3 separate regions of the Mus musculus genome follow, and all the other regions are linked to region 1. A link is a contact called in public Micro-C and promoter capture Hi-C data. All regions are on one chromosome and are shown on one strand. Each heading gives the region's core, a stretch centred on a gene start, on an enhancer-like site or on the middle of the called end of the contact. The rest is flanking DNA. Distances are from core to core; before and after follow the strand shown.

Region 1 (3,027 bases), core at 354-2,853:
GCCTCTTCTCTTCCAGTTTACCTCCAGGTGGGGCTGATATGCCACATAGGATGCTCCAAAGCCCCAAGACATTGGAGTTTGGCTCAAGAGCCTTTATTTGGCCTGTTTGCCTTAATTCTATTACATAGCATACCTGTATTTCAGTTAAAAACCAGACCCTATGGTGTTGGGTAGACACTGACAGTTGAGAGGGTCACCAGGGTGCCACTCTAGTGTGAAGTCCTCTTCTAGGGTATCCTGGTGACTGTGGCTAGCCAAGGGGCCACTTCTTGGTAGGAAGGTATGACAGAGTACTTTCCCAAGTTCCTCACGAGGGTTGCATATGCTTTAGAGGGTCCACAATGCTTTTGTTGTCTTGTCCTGCTTCTCTAGTCCAGGGGAGACCAAAAGCTCATACTCCTAACCCTAGGAAAGGGTTTTAGGGAGCCAAGGACCAGAGAGCCACAGGACTATCCAGAAAGAAACCCATCAGGGGTGTAGCACAGGGTTAGCCAAGCCCCTGTGGGGTGCTTGGATCAGGAGAGGATACCTCAGTGGTTAAGGTTCTGATGGACGCACATATACATAGATGTACTCACTTATCTATGGTACAGATGGGTGGGGAAGAGGTTGCTCTTTACTCTCCATCTCTGACACAAAGTGTAGCTGCTAGAGGGATGACCTCTCCTTCAACTTGTCCTGAAGCACTTACATTTAGTTGTTGAAAGCAGTAGTAGCAGACCAAGCTAGCCCCTTATCCAGCCAACACTGCACCTAACCCCAGGGATTTGCTACCAGAGCAAACTCAGTTCTGCCTGTCCCTGAAGTATGACCAGGAGACAGCCAGTTTCAAGGGCTGTCTGCCTAGCAGAGGCCAAGTGGTTTGAAGTTATTTTTAACCACAGAAGAGTTAATTTTATACAAATAAATGTAAATGTAGTTAAATGATACAGTATTTAATAAAGTGTTCCTTTTCAAGTGATGTACTTCATTTTGTTTAACCTGGTAGTAAAACCAAACTTTTGCAGTATTTTACATAGTGGCTGCAGGATGTTGGGAAAGTCAGATGAATATAGTCACAGATCAGAAAGTCGTATAAGAAACCAGTGTCAGTGCTTGGTACGTTCAGAAGGACAAGCCCTTAGATGGCTCCACATAGTTACCACCATCCCACCCTCTCACGCTGCTCTGGGCCAGATCCACTCTTAAGGGAAGGGTCATGATTGCCCACATAGGACAGGTGGGATCTGCAGGGGCCTGGCCTGCGTGCTGGAGACTCAAGCACCAGAGGCAGGGCAGATGGCCTTGCGGGGAAAAAGAGGCCACTAAGTTATTTGGCTGTTAATGGATGGCTTGTACGGTTTTAAAGCTATGGGTATAAGCTAGAGGCGGGCTCTCCCGCCTTACTGTGGCGGTGGGTAGGAGGGGCCGGTCGGGATCTTGGACTGCATCTCGGTGGGCCGGCCCTCGCCGTGGCCACACCTCCTGACTTTGAGAGGCAGTGGCGCGCACTGCCCAATCTCCCGCCAATATCCCTCGGGCCCGCGAAGGGGCAACCAATCAGAGGCCCAGCTGCTACAGCGCCAGCCTCCTGGAAGGCCGTGGGGGCTGGGGGAGGTCGCCAGTTCCTTTCCGCCTTAGTCGGGCTGTTCCATTTCTCCCGCCCTTCGGACGGCCGCATTAGGCGTTGTAGTTTAGCGACTGCCCGCAATCCCAAGGCTTGGGTTGGAGCCGGGTCCGTCAGGCGGGCGCGCAGAGCTGAGAGGGACTCCCCTGCAGGTGCGCGTCTCATGGTTTCGCCCTTCGCCGCGCGCGCGCGGGAGTTACCGAGGGGCGGGGCCGCTGCGCACTTAAGGGCGGTTGGGCAAGGCGAGCTCAGACCTCGTCAGTGCTGTTGCCGAGTGAAGTGCTTGCCGCCGAGCTGCCCTTCAGACTTCTGCCGCCATGGCCTGCAGACCTAGAAGCCCACCCGGTTATGGGAGTCGCCGCGACGGTGGTGCGAGGTAAGCGGGTCATGCGGTCTACGAGTCCTCGACTTCTCGCCGTCTGTAAGCTAAGGGTTCCCTGAACCATCGGTGCTTGGGGGCCCCGCCCACTGACCGCAGTCTGTGTCCTCAGCCCGCGGTCCCCTGCGAGATGGAGTCTCGGACGGAAGCGCAGAGCGGACGGAAGGGACCGGAAGCCCGAGGACTCCGAGGAAGGCGAGCTCCAGACTGCGGACCACCGACCTGAAAGGTGGGTCCCGACTCCTTGGAAACGGGTTGGTCACTCGGGGGGTTTGGAGACGGGCCAAGGGGACCCTCATCCCGTGGCACTCGGGTTTTCGAAGCTGGTGGAGTAGATTAGCTTACTCTGGAGATTCTCTTCAGTTTTGCTCAGTGTTAGAAGCATCTTACCAGCGACTGATAGGTGGCAGCAAAACTGGTTTTATCCGGAGTGGGTCAGCCTTTATATTTTTCACTCATAATGTCAGTAATGTCAAGGACTACTACTATGAACATCTTGTTAAAATGTTTCGACCTCCAACCCTCCCCTGCTTCCGGGGCGGGGGTGGGGGGGAGAGAGAGAGTGAGTGTGTGTGTGTGTGTGTGTGTGTGTATGTGTATTGGGGCGAGAAATTAGGTTTTATTACCTGAGTGAAAGCGAGATACAAACCAAAATTGAGTCCTAGATTATTCATACTTGTAGTTGGGTCCTTCCATTTGATAAGCTTTTGCCACGGTGTTTAGATTTTTTTCCCTGAGGCATTGTGCTTAAGTCAGTGAGGTCCCTTGGTAGCCTGATGGAGGCGGGCTAGCAAGTGAAATAGTAATTCAGAGAGACCAGGAGTGCCTTAAGAGTAAGCTGGTGATGTGAACTCTTCAGGGAAGTGCTCTCTTTGGGGACCTTTGTGTAGTGATTGATGAGAAAAGCGATCTCAGAAATTTTGACCATACCTTCTTTTATGGGCTATGGTGTTTGCTAGATGGCTGACTAGAAGGGAGGATAAGATAAGCATGGGGCTGCCAAGCCCAGTGAAGGGAATTAGTGACTTAACTCAGTGACTTC
Region 2 (3,027 bases), core at 222-2,721, 920 kb before region 1:
CATTTGCTGACTCTCACTAACCTACACACACATGAGTAAACTAACCACACCGACCTGCACCTCTGCGAAACCACATCTAAACCCTGAAAAGCTGTTCTGAAGGTCAACACCATTCATACTTCCTCAAAAAACAACTTTACTATCAGGGTGTGGTGTCAACCTCAAGGTAATCCTAGAACTAGGGGCAGAGGCAGAAATTTTCAGTTCCAGACCATTCTGGGCTGCGAATTGACGAAGCATAGCAAAGTTTTAGAATTAAAATGTGATCCCTACGTCACTGGCTTTAATTAAAGACTGCGATTTTTAGAATCCCACCCGCATAAAACTCACCTCCGACCTGCAACCTCCTTCCTCTCTGGAGCCTGTTGAGTCCACCCACGACTCCCAGCTTGCTTGCAAAGGAGACATAGCGGATCCCTTAGCAATCTAGTTCCTATCCCGACTGAGATTTCAACCCACTTTTGACAAACACACAATCTCTCTGAAATTCTTGAGCAGTTATGCATAGACAGATTTTAGCTTTGTTCTTGGTCTTTGGGAGTTTAACAACGTTAGGCCTAAAATCATGGTCAAAACAACAGCAGTTTCAGGTGAACCAAAATATTTATTTTTAAGATGGGTGTGCATAAAACAAACACAACTCATCTACCAAATACCTTGAACCAGGAACTGAATTATAAAAACGAAGTGTTTTTAGGAAGAGGTCTGAACGATAAAACAGAGAGGAAAGGCAAGCCCCATCTCCAGGAAGTTCCACGACCACCTCATTACTACCATCCGTGGACAGAGCTGGCTTTTTTCTCTTGGGGCAGAAGGTGTCAGTTTTTAAAAGAGCCGACAAGCGGAACCCAGATGCACCTTTCCACAATCTCTGCAGTGACCAGCATTTGGAGCCACCATTAGCACAATGCTGACCCGGGAGGACCCCGAGGCCCACCAGGAAGCTCAGAGCCGAGCAAGCCGCTTCCACAGAGAACCCCGCGTCCGTCCGGGCCATCCTGGGAAGCGACGATGCAGTGTCCTCGCCCCCGCACTCGGAGGCAAGCACCTAGACCCCGGGCACCCCGCGCCGCAGCGACCTAGCCGCGCCCTCCTCAGCGCACCAGAGGCGCCCCAGAGGCCCCGGGCCCTGCCCAGCCCTGCCCTGCCCGCCCAGCACCGCCGCCCCTGCCCTACGCCCGCTGGGGGCCCCGGAGACCTCGCCGCGCTCCCGGGCCTCACCTCCGCGGAGAATCGGGGAGAGAGCACGGCTTCCCGGGTCCGAGTGCGGCCGCCGCCTCGCCTGCGGCTCGCGCTGGGCTCCGCCCCCTGGCTGCCGCGCACCCCCCGCCGCCTGCAGCAGCCCTCGTCCTCTCCCGCCCTCAACCCTCACCCCTCTACTCGCCCCCGCCGCCAAGCTGGGTGCGGCCTGCGGCGCTGCGGCCCAACAATGCACAGCCCCATTGGTCTGAACGCCCTACCGCCGTCCAGCACTACTCTCTGTTATTGGTCAATCTTAAGCAAGGGGCAGGCCCGGAGAAGGGCGGGGCCCTGGGAGGCGGAGAGAAGGGTAGACTCCGGCCTCCGGCTGAAGGCGGTGTCACAGTGGGATTAGGGGTCGCTTTGGCTGCGTCCGGGACGGCGGGCTGGTGCACCTGCTCACAGGAACGCTAGTTCTCCCACTGAGACGGTCAGACCCACAAACTGACTGCGAACGGACACGGTCTAGGTGCGCTTCAGGCGAGAAGATCAGTAGGCAGTTTGGGAGACTGGGCTGTCAATCAGGGTGGAGTCAGGACTGAGATGTCTGTGTGTGCTCTGATAAAGCTCCACAGACAGGAAGGGCCCGCCGGATGACAGTGGATTAACAAACACCGAGGCCTCTTCAGAGGCAGGGAATGAGGCTAGGTGAGGCCTTGGCAGAACCAGTCCACCTGGCAGCGACCTGGTAAACTAACCTAAGGATCAAGTCCCTACTGTCTCTCCTGTCAACTGAATCCTAAAAGACCCAAAGGAAACAAAGGGGTCCCGCTCCTGGTTCCCTTCAAACCATTAAAGGTTGAAGCCTCGAGCCTGGCTCAAGTGACAGAAGTGTGTATCCAAGCCTCTCCTCAGCCAGGCGTGGTGGCGCACGCCTTTAATCCCAGCACTTGGGAGGCAGAGGCAGGTGGATTCTGAGTTCGAGGCCAGCCTGGTCTACAAAGTGAGTTCCAGGACAGTCAGGGCTACATACACGGAGAAACCCTGTCTCAAAAAACAAAAACAAACCGATCCTCACAGCAAGAGCTCTGAGTTTGACCCCATAAGGGTCAGAGAGGTTGTGGATTCCAGTCAGTACCCTCTGTCCTAGGAACATTTGCCCTACATGTTGACTGTTCTCAGATGACTTTTCTGACATCCTCCAGCACCCAGCAACAAGTCTAATGCCAGTGAAAGTTTGCTGAAGAGAGAGAGTTTTCGATAATCAACTGTCATTCTCCATGATCCATCTGTTTTCTGCACTGGCCAGATAGGAGAGTTAAACGGAGATGTGGTGGGAACCACCACCCCTGCATCTTTCAAGTCCTTGATAGTGGCAGTAATTTCTGCAATTCCTCCAGGAATACGATACTGTTTTTGATTCACTATTTTCTTTGGCAGAGGCAACTCTAAAGGCTTCCATTTGGCCTTTCCAACCATAATAGCCCTCACTCTACAGTTCAGGGAACCAATATGAGAATTCTGCCAATTTCTGAGTATATCTATCCCAATTATACATTCTGGAACTGGGGAAATCACCACAGGATGTGTCCGGGGACCTATTGGACCTACTGTGAGTCGGACATCAGTCAAAACTCCATTAATCACCTGCCCTCCATAAGCCCCTACTTTAACTGGAGAGAGGGTTGAGTGATTAAAAATGAAATATATAGAGATATAAAAGTTTAGAAATGTTGCCTATAAGTCCAGCTACAAGAGATCCAACACACTCCTCTGTACTCTGTGGGCACCTGCTCTCAAATAAGATATAAAAATGAAATCAGACATGTACAGATGAAAAAAATCCAC
Region 3 (3,027 bases), core at 327-2,826, 800 kb after region 1:
ATCACTGGAAGAGTTTGCGGCCAGTCTGAGTGAGAGATTGTTAAAAAAAAAAAAAAGTGTGGGGGGGGTATGTTTTAAAGAAAAAAGCCAGGTGGTAGGGCACATATTTCTTTTTTTTTTTTAAAGATTTATTTTATTATTATATGTTAGTACACTGTAGCTGTCTTCAGACACACCAGAAGAGGGAGTCAGATCCTGTCACGGATGGTTGTGAGCCACCATGTGGTTGCTGGGATTTGAACTCTGGACCTTTGGAAGAGCAGTCGGGTGCTCTTACCCACTGAGCCATCTCACCAGCCCTAGGGCACATATTTCTAATCCCAGCACTTGGGAGGCAGAGGCAGGCAGATCTCTTGAGTGTGAGACCAGCCTCATCTACAGAGCAAGTTTCAGTACAGCCAGGGCTACAAAGAGAAACTATCTTCAAAACTAAAAATAACCAAACAAAAAGTTGATAGATTTTAAGAGGCTACTTAAAAAAAAAAAAGAAAAAAAAAAGAAAAAAGATGGCGAGCCACATCTAAATAGTGAGTTCCAAGTCAGCCTGGACTACATAGGGAGAACCCTATTGCAATATTTCCTATCGAGAGAGAGAGAGAGAGAGAGAGAGAGAGAGAGAGGAGATAAAAGGATAAAAATAAAAATTTAGTAAGATGAATAATACTTTCATGTGACTTAAGAAAACGAATAAGCCAAGCATGGTCGCACATGCCTATTTTCCCTTTATCCAAAAGGTCAAGGCAGGAAGGTCAAGAGTTGAGGCTAGACTGGCACACATAGCAAGTTTCAGACTTGCCTGAGCTAAAAAGTAAGATCCTGACTCAAATCAAATCCTATGTAAACCAGGCTGTCTTCTGCCTTTTTGGGGTTAAAGGAGCGTGCAGCCAAGCCTTGGTTTCCTCTGCAGATCCTAATCAAAGAAAAGGTAATTTCAATTTTCTTTGTAGACCAGGCTGGCCTTGAACTCAAAAATCCGCCTGCCTTTGCCTCCCAAGTGCTGGGATTAAAGGAATGCCAGGTCCATTGTAATTTCTTCCAGACACTTCTTTAGGTGCTATGAATATAGAGTCCTAAAGAAAACAGACAAGGATGGAAAGAAACAGGCAACACAGATAAAATGAGGTACCTTCAATGCTAGAGAGGCAATGAAACAAAATCAAAGTGTAATCAAATACTTTCCTGGGTTATCTTTTGAATTTCAGTGTGATTAGAAGCAATAGGAGGATGGTGTGACCTAAACCTTTGATTATAGTTATTAGAAGGTCCCACAATCTGCCAGGATGGAAGCAGACAGGGCCCTAGAGTGGCATCTGTCCACCTCAGAGATATGGACCATAGCACTGGTAACAGTCTGAGACAGGAACTGGGTAGAACGATGTGTTTCTCTTTAAGAGTCAACGCGGTGGGGGCGGGGCTGAGCGTGTCTGGAGCTAGCGGAGGGTGGAGGTACCAGCCGGGAAGAGCCGCCCTCCGGATTGCGCGCGCGCCGTGCGGGGGCGGGATCGAGACCCGTCCGCATGGCTGGCTTTGGCCCCGGATGAGGAAGTGCGGTAGGTGGGGGGGGAGGGCACTGTGGAAGCGGTGGAAGCTGGAGCGCCCTCGGGCCTCGGCTCCCGAAGATCTGGTAGAGTTGGCGGCGGCGGGGACAGCAGGGACGGAGGCAGCCGACGCCAAAGTGGAGGGATGAGCACGAGCCGTGGAGGAGGCCACAGGGTAAGAGGCCTGGGCAGTCCCACGACCGCCTGGGGGTCCTCCGCCGGACGGTGCTGACTAAAGGGGGTCCGGGCCCCCAGCCTTTCAGGGAGCCGAAGGGCACCGAAGCAGTGCTGTTAGTGACAAACACCCACAGACATCCAGGAGATCAGGCTCTACGTCCCTGGGAGAAAACAGCTTCTCGGAGTCCTGGTTCCAGGGGAAGGAGGCTCCCATTCAACCTTCATCTGCAGGGGACCCCCAACTTCTCTCTCCTTGGAGAGGACGACGCCCCTTGTTGGTATACGCCTTTCCTCGGCTCTGGTCGATTTGTCAGCGAAGGGAGACCCGTTTATGGTGCCAAGGGGAATTCTTTATTCAAAAGAGCGACCCCCACTTTGGTCAGCGTCTTCCAAGTGAAGGAGGTTCTCAACTTTCCCAAAAGTGACAGAGGTATCCTATCTGCAAGAAACAGATCTCTCGATCCTTTATTTTTCACTTTCACCCCAAGATAGAGGGAGGCCCTGAATTTATGATATCGTAAGTCAGCTTTTCTCCCCTTCCCCCAGTCATGTCCACCAAGGGAGCTTTGGTTTTTGTGTTTTTATTAAGTCTCTTAGTATTGATTGAGCTGCTGCTCCTCTTTTGGAGTGTGATATTTGCAAGTTTGTATCTCCCACTTAACATCCTCATGACCTTGCCTCATCCCCTGTCAGTTGCAGCCCATCCTTAACCTGGGTACTTTTTTTTCTCTGAATTGTCATGAGGGCTCAAGGGAACTTTTGTGGAAAATGCTTGGTGCACAGTGAACGTTTGGTCAGTTGTTAGTATTGATATATTAAGAAAGAAAAGTCATGTCCTCAGAGAAACTGTTATTGGCATGAATGTATCCTCCATCACAAATTGCAACCCTCTTTCCACCAGAAAGGCTTTCCCTGCTCCTAAGATACAGTATTCTTCCTCTCACTTTGGATCTTGCTGTACTCTACTCCCTAAGTTAACAGAGAGCCTTGGTGAAAATCAGGGAAAGAAATAGTAAGTTTTGGAAACATGTTAGCACTTTACCTGTTTATTATTTTGATTTGAGGGATTTTTTTTTTATAGCTCGGGCTCAAACTAGGTAGGTAGTCAAGGCTAGCCTCTAGTCCCCCCAATAATCTTTTTTTTTTTTTTTTTTTTTGAGACAGGGTTTCTCTGTAGCCCTGGCTGTCCTGGAACTCACTTTGTAGACCAGGCTGGCCTGGAACTCAGAAATCCGCCTGCCTCTGCCCCAATCTTTTCTCACTTTATAGGACACTCCTAGTTCAGGCATGCACCACCATGTGCCACTTTATG

Evidence for each region. A called contact is a pair of places that touch in the nucleus more often than the background predicts. Capture Hi-C pulls out chosen DNA fragments and counts their contacts.
Region 2: a contact with region 1 is called in a Micro-C map of embryonic stem cells, with 9 times the contacts expected there. The contact joins the promoter of Add1 here to the promoter of Slbp in region 1. A contact is called at or near these places in 3 of 484 Hi-C or Micro-C datasets (embryonic stem cells, erythroblasts and uterus), 4 of 115 datasets of contacts at active chromatin or transcription factors (astrocytes, bone marrow-derived macrophages, double positive thymocytes and 1 more) and 1 of 9 other capture datasets (adipose tissue).
Region 3: a contact with region 1 is called in a promoter capture Hi-C map of liver, with 3 times the contacts expected there. The contact joins the promoter of Prr14l here to the promoter of Slbp in region 1. A contact is called at or near these places in 5 of 39 promoter capture datasets (erythroid cells, hippocampal neurons, liver and 1 more), 13 of 484 Hi-C or Micro-C datasets (CD4 T cells, CD8 T cells, the G1E-ER4 cell line and 6 more), 6 of 115 datasets of contacts at active chromatin or transcription factors (astrocytes, bone marrow-derived macrophages, cardiomyocytes and 3 more) and 3 of 9 other capture datasets (adipose tissue, liver and pancreatic islet).

What each region holds. Positions count from the first base shown.
Region 1 is chr5:33,651,150-33,654,176 of GRCm38.p6, reverse strand. It overlaps Slbp (stem-loop binding protein), which reads left to right and starts at 1,603. Exons shown (of 8, transcript NM_009193.2): 1 at 1,603-1,982; 2 at 2,098-2,214. The coding sequence starts at 1,924. Tmem129 (transmembrane protein 129) reads left to right here. Exons shown (of 4, transcript NM_026698.3): 4 at 1-961.
Region 2 is chr5:34,572,108-34,575,134 of GRCm38.p6, reverse strand. It overlaps Add1 (adducin 1 (alpha)), which reads right to left and starts at 1,471. Exons shown (of 16, transcript NM_001331082.1): 1 at 1,222-1,471. Mir7036b (microRNA 7036b) reads right to left here and starts at 984; the gene lies at 922-984.
Region 3 is chr5:32,852,779-32,855,805 of GRCm38.p6, reverse strand. It overlaps Prr14l (proline rich 14-like), which reads left to right and starts at 1,576. Exons shown (of 11, transcript NM_194340.2): 1 at 1,576-1,713.